2 separate regions of the Macaca mulatta genome follow, and region 2 is linked to region 1. The links are chromatin contacts, called in public Hi-C maps. All regions are on one chromosome and are shown on one strand. The core of a region is the stretch at or near the end of the contact, and the rest is flanking DNA. Distances in the headings are between cores, read along the strand shown. Region 1 holds the start of FEZ1 (fasciculation and elongation protein zeta 1). Region 2 holds the start of EI24 (EI24 autophagy associated transmembrane protein).

What was found. A called contact is a pair of places that touch in the nucleus more often than the background predicts.
Region 2: a contact with region 1 is called in a Hi-C map of fetal cortex germinal zone, with 2.6 times the contacts expected there. The contact joins the promoter of EI24 here to the promoter of FEZ1 in region 1. A contact is called at or near these places in 3 of 14 Hi-C or Micro-C datasets (fetal cortex germinal zone, fetal cortical plate and liver).

The regions. Positions count from the first base shown.
Region 1 is chr14:125,910,566-125,913,492 of T2T-MMU8v2.0, reverse strand. FEZ1 (fasciculation and elongation protein zeta 1) reads left to right here and starts at 1,550. Exons shown (of 10, transcript NM_001261621.2): 1 at 1,550-1,582. LOC717002 (putative uncharacterized protein MGC39545) reads right to left here and starts at 2,576. Exons shown (of 2, transcript XR_013404365.1): 1 at 2,081-2,576; 2 at 860-1,203.
Region 2 is chr14:125,954,666-125,957,592 of T2T-MMU8v2.0, reverse strand. EI24 (EI24 autophagy associated transmembrane protein) reads right to left here and starts at 1,456. Exons shown (of 11, transcript NM_001257508.1): 1 at 1,366-1,456.

The DNA.
Region 1 (2,927 bases), core at 301-2,800:
AATAGAGTGGGGCACTATTATTTTCTTCATTTTACAGATGAGGAAATGAGCCACAGGGAAGTTAACTAACCTAAGGTCACAAAACTGGGTATGATCCCAAGAAAGGAGATTTAGGGGTCTTTTAACCAGCTACTCTTTGTGATTTATTTATTTATTTATTTATTTATTTATTTTTGAGACAAGGTCTTGCTGTTGCCCAGGCTGGAGTGCACTGCAGCTTCAACTTCTTGGGCTCAAGCGATCCTCCCACCTCATCCTCCAGAGTAGCTGGGGCTACCAGGATGGGTCACCATGCCTGGCTACTTTTTTTTTTGTACAGATGTGGTCTCACTATGTTGCCTAGGCCGGTCTTGAACTCCTGGCCTCAAGTGATCCTCCTGTCTCAGCTTTCCAAAATGTTGGGATTACAGGTGTGAGCCACTGTGCCTGGCCTTATGATTTCTTACAGGAAGACATCCTCTGTCTATTGCTCCCACAAAGGCAAATAGGCCAACGCTTCTTCTCATCTCATTGGGACATTATTCCTGTTTCCATCCTTCTCATGGTTGAAATGTCTGTGGAATGAATGCATAAACCAGCAAAAGAGAAGCTCCCTGCCCCTTCCAGTTGAAGTTCTTAGTTCAGCCCAGAGGTACTTTGTAATCAGACAAAAGTACTTGGGGTTCTCCAAGCCGACATGCTTTTTCCAGTGCCTTCCTTCGATAATTACAGTTCTTGTGCTCTTAGTTGTGTGTATCCATGAATTATGAGACTTTTTATTGACAGCTTCTATAAGCACAGGCCTATACACAGTAGACATGATAAATGAATAATTTTTCACAAGACCCCAGGGACCCTTCTTATTTCAGCCTCTTGAATTTTCCTGTATTATCTCAAGTCCTCCTGGGCCTGAAACCTTCTCACTCAGATTTTTCAGCTGGATCCAGCTCCCACCCCGCATCTTTGGGTGAGAAAAGCTCTCCTGCCGGCCTCCTCACTTTTGGCTTGAGGTCGGAACTCAGTTGGGGCTGGGAGACGTCGCTGGGCCTGCCCGCCTCAGCCTCTAGTAGAGGAGAATGGGCAGCTCAGAAAGTCCAAGAGGGCCTTTGAGTGTGTCTGCCGGCATCCGCCAGCAGCCATCGCCTGCATTTTATCCAGAAGCTAGTGTCAGGCTCTGCGAGGTATCCATGTTGATAGTTATTGCACGCGCTCATCTTGGAGCTTCTGAATATTCATGAGGGAAGCAGAAAGACCAATGTTAAAGAGGAGAGAAACAGAAATGCATAAATATTAATAAAGGCAGGCCCACGTGCTCAGAGGAAGGCTATGAATGTTAACTAGGGGATGACGTCCAGCTCCCGCGCGTGCCAGTTGGGTGGGTGCCCGAGCGCGGGCGCGCCCCCGGAGCCCGGGCACGAGCGCAGGGAGGGGGTGGGGTGGAGGCGGGAGCGGAGCCGGGCGCCGCCGGAGCTGCGGGGGGAGCGCTCGCTGGCTAGCTGGCTCTCCGCTGCGCTGCGCTGCGCTCCGGCCGCTCCCGCGGCCCGTGGATGGGGGTGTCCGGCTGAGCCCCGGGATCCGCCTCCCTCCGCCAGGACCCGCACAGGTGCCGTCGCGGGGGTCGACTTTAGTTAGGACCCGACCCACTGCTGGGGGTGGGGTCTGGTGGGGGTGGTAAGGAGGCCCCGGGATTCTCTGACAGGACGGTCTGGGGTCGCCACAGCGCCCCTCACCCCGTCCCATCCTGGGATTGGAAAGGAACAACGGGAGGCCGTCGCTCTCCTGCCCAGCCCTTCGGGGAGCGCAGCTGGGACGCAGCGCCAGGCCCGGGAGATGTGGGATGATGGGCTCCTCCAGTATCATCTCAGCATCGGCCCTCCAGCCAGGCCTGGGGTGTGTGTGTGTGTGTGTGTGTGTCCGTCCGCGTGTTTGTGCCCGCGTGTGTGCGCGCGTGTGAAGGCAGGCGGCGCGGTATGGGGGCTGGGGGAGGAAGGGAACGCCGCCCGATCGCGCTGGGGCAGTGGGTCGGTGCCTGGTCCCGGGACCGTTATCTGGTCCAGTCACCGTAAACGCCCCAACATCATCTTTGTCCCTAAGAACTTACCCCCGACCCCGCTCGTGCCCCTCCCCAGAGTGCTGAGCCTTCCCCAGTCCGCGCATTCCTGCAGTGTCAGAACCGCTGGCAGCGGCCGCTGACGCCGGGGGAGCGATTGTTTTACTACAGACGGGCGGGAGAAGGGACCGGGGCGGCGGCGCGGTGGCGGGGCGCGCTGCCGTCGGGTGGGCCCCCGGCTCTGGAGCGCGGGGAGCAGTGTTTGACGGCGTCGAGGGGGTATCACAGCCCGCTCTTCTTCCCTTTTGCCTATCCCTTCCCTCCCCGCCGCTAGGCATCCCCGACTCCCACCCCTCTCCCGTGTCCGGGCTTGTTTGACCAGGAGGGCAGTGGAGTGTGTGTGCGGCCTGCGCGGGATGAGTCCGGCTTCCTCGGAGCGCCAGCCATTGTGCTGCCTGGAGGAGCCTTTCTTTACCCCACCGGACCGGGGGGAGGAGGGAGATCTGAGATGGAGGTGAATGGAGCAGCGGGAGGAGGGGGAGGGTAGCAAGCAGAACCGCGAAGGGGTTGCTGATCCATATGCAACGAAATACCCTTTCTGTCAAAATGTGCACAAACATGCACACTGGCTGGGTTCCGCGGAGGAGCAGTGGGAAATCTGAAGGTGGATCAGTGCAGGGCAGGTTTTAGGGACGGACGTGGGGGACGAGGAGGCACGGAATCAATTGATCTATGGAGCAAGTGATGGGAAGAAGGAGATGGAATGGGGCTTGTGTGGAGGTGCCCAGGCCCAGCGGGGTTAGCGTGGTGAGATCTCCACCGCTCCGCTCCACTCGGGTCAGCTCAGCAAAGCAAGGGACTGAGCATTTGTACCGCAGCCCGGAGCTGCAGCCAGTGC
Region 2 (2,927 bases), core at 207-2,706, 44 kb before region 1:
AAAACAAAGACCTCAGAGTTCCAGTCGCCGAGGTACAGCCATACAGACGTGTTCTCAGGGTTGAGGTGAGGGCGGCTGAGCTCGACGACTAGCAAATGCTCAGTGATATGCACGACACTAGTTTGTAAAGACTCCCAGATCCACTGCCTTAACCTGCCACTTGCTCATCTGGAAATTAAGGGTACTAAACTTCTTCATAGGTTTCTTGCATCTAATAGGGCACAACAGCATGAAAAACACTTAAAATTCTATATAAACACAACCCCACTAAAGTGAGCCAGCTGGGAGGTTTAGGGAAGCCCATTACTTGGCTTGGATTTCTCACAGGGTACTGACAGGGAACCTGAAACATTCTGCCTCAGTCCACAACAGCTGTGTCATTTGATCCGTGACCAGCTAACACCTGGTTTCTGCATGTACCAAGTGGCAGGACACCTCTTGACTAAGAGTGGCCTATGAAGGGTAAATCACTTCACTTTTATACTTAGATCCTAACATTCTTCCTACAGGAATATTTGGTGAATTACCCAGTCTAACAAAAAGTGAGGCATGGGGAAAAATAACTTGCCACAATTTGAGATCACACAGAGACTGAATGACACAGGGGGAATCCTACAGCTGAGCTAGACAGATGAAGATGAATCTGGTTCATTTAACAGGTGAGAGAACCGAGTCTCAGGAGTTAAATGACTTGCCCAGACTGACAGCAAATGAATGGTAGCTACAGTGAACCTCAGAACCCGGTGTCCTAATGTTATCTCGGTCGACTTGTTTTTAAGCTTTGCAATTTTTTTTTTTTTTTTAACACGAGCATCCCATGGACAAATAACCTCTCAAACCTGGAAATACAAATGACATTAAATTCCTAACACTCATTAAAAGCTAATAAGCATCTGCTGAGGCACAGTCCTGCACTTTTATTTGTAAGTCACTAAACCCAAGTCTCGGCAAGCAGGAAGCTGTCGCAGCCCACTCCAGGTACAGGGAAGGTAAACATCCTCACTTCCCACGGGGCTCCACGGGCTGCCTCTGAGTCCACGGGTCCATTCGGGCCCATCTCCCCACAGCTCCTAGGCAATTCGGCTGAAAACTGGTCTCCCTCCTTAGGCACAACTGTGCACGAGGTGCGGACCACGCACACCTCCGGTCACACAAGGAGCTAAAGACAGCCGCGCCCCACCTGGAGAAGCCTCGCCCGGGGATGTGCCCGGTCCCGTCCCGCTCCCTCCGGCCCCTTCCCGCAAGGGGTCCTCGCGGGTAGCCCCACCAACCCACGCTGGGGTCCTGCCTGCCCTCCCGGCCCCTGCCACTCAGAATGGGCGGCGCGGCGGTCCCGAGGCCTGGCTTGGCTGATGCCGCACCTACCCGCAGCTCCGCCGCCGCGGCTCCGGCCCGGCCCCTCGCCCACCGCGGGCCCGCTCCGCCGGGGCGCTTCCAGGGCCGGGGCCGCTGCGCCCGCACTGGGCATGCCCGGGCCGCACGGGGCCGCTGGGAAGTCGGGCGGGCGCGAAGAAGCAGCCGGCGCGACGAGGCGGGGCCCAGAGCTGAGGGGCGGGCCGCGCGGAGCGACGGAGACTGGGAAATGTAGTCAGTCCGGGGTCGCTCCTCGCGCTGCGTGCGGGGTCGCCCGGCTCCCAGCTCCGCCTGGCGGCAGAGAGGACCCCTCACCCCTCCCGGTCGCCTCCTCCCCGATCCGGTTCTCACAGATCTCTCCTGTTCTTTGCCCTCCCCCATTGACTCCATAGCGCTGCTTGCGTTTCTAAAATCCTGTGAAATACTAGTAACAGGAGCGCAATAAAATACAGAGGGCACCTTGGTTTATTTGATTGCAGATTTTCTGTAAAGTTTACTAAGAAATGACGGGTTTAAATCAAGCTTCACTCACAATGATCCGGGATAGGACAAGCTCCCATCCAATTCGGCTGCATTATGTGTGTGTAATCTGATGGCAAAGGAGTGGTTGAGATGAAACGAGATAGAGAATCACTGTTCTCATCTCCATCCCACAAGTCCAGTTCTACCGCAGGAAGGGTAGTTTTACCTCTCCCCTTTTAGGGGTTTTCCTCTGGGCCTGAGCATTAAACTGACATAAAATAGATTAACAAGATAAAAGCTGTGAGGAAAAACTCAAACCGTTTTTCCTCTGCTCTCACACCAACATGATCAACACAGAAGAGTTCTGTGATCAAATGTGTGGGGTTTTCCCCCACACCCCAAGCAGGAGACACCAGCTGGGTGTGCCCTAATTCAAGTCCATTGTGATGTATTTTCTGGAGATAGCCTCAGATCCCGCGGGTTGAAGGCTCAGTCCCAAGACTACTCTCCCCTTCAGACACCAGTCATAAGTTCAGGTACCCTGAGCTTCTGACCAACAGGTTTCAAGCTGGGGCTCCAACCATCCACCCTTTGGGTTTCATTAATTTGCTAGAGTGGCTCACAGTACTCAGGGAAATACTTACCTTTCCTGGCTTATTAGAAAGGATCTTAAAAAGGGTATAGATGAAAAGATGCATAGGATCAGTTGTATGAGAAGAGGCAGGAGTCTTCTTTGATGCTCTCCTCCCACACTCCACGCTCCAGGAATGTCTTTGTGTTAAGTTATCCCTCCAAATCCTGTCCTTTTGGATTTTTGTGGAGGATTCATTAAATAAGTACGATTGACTAAACAATTGGCCATTGGTGATCCATTTGACATTCAGCCCCTTTCCCCTCCCAGCGACGGGGGATAAGGATGAAAGTCCCGCCCTGTCCGGAAGTTATCAATCTTTTTTTTTTTTTTTTTTTTTTTTTCCAGAAGGAGCCTTGCCCGGTTGCCCAGGCTAGAGTGCTGGAATGCCATGGCATGATCTCGGCTCACTGCAACCTCTGCCTCTGCCTCCATGCCTGGCTAAGTTTTTGTATTTTTAGTAGAGACAGGGTTTCACCAT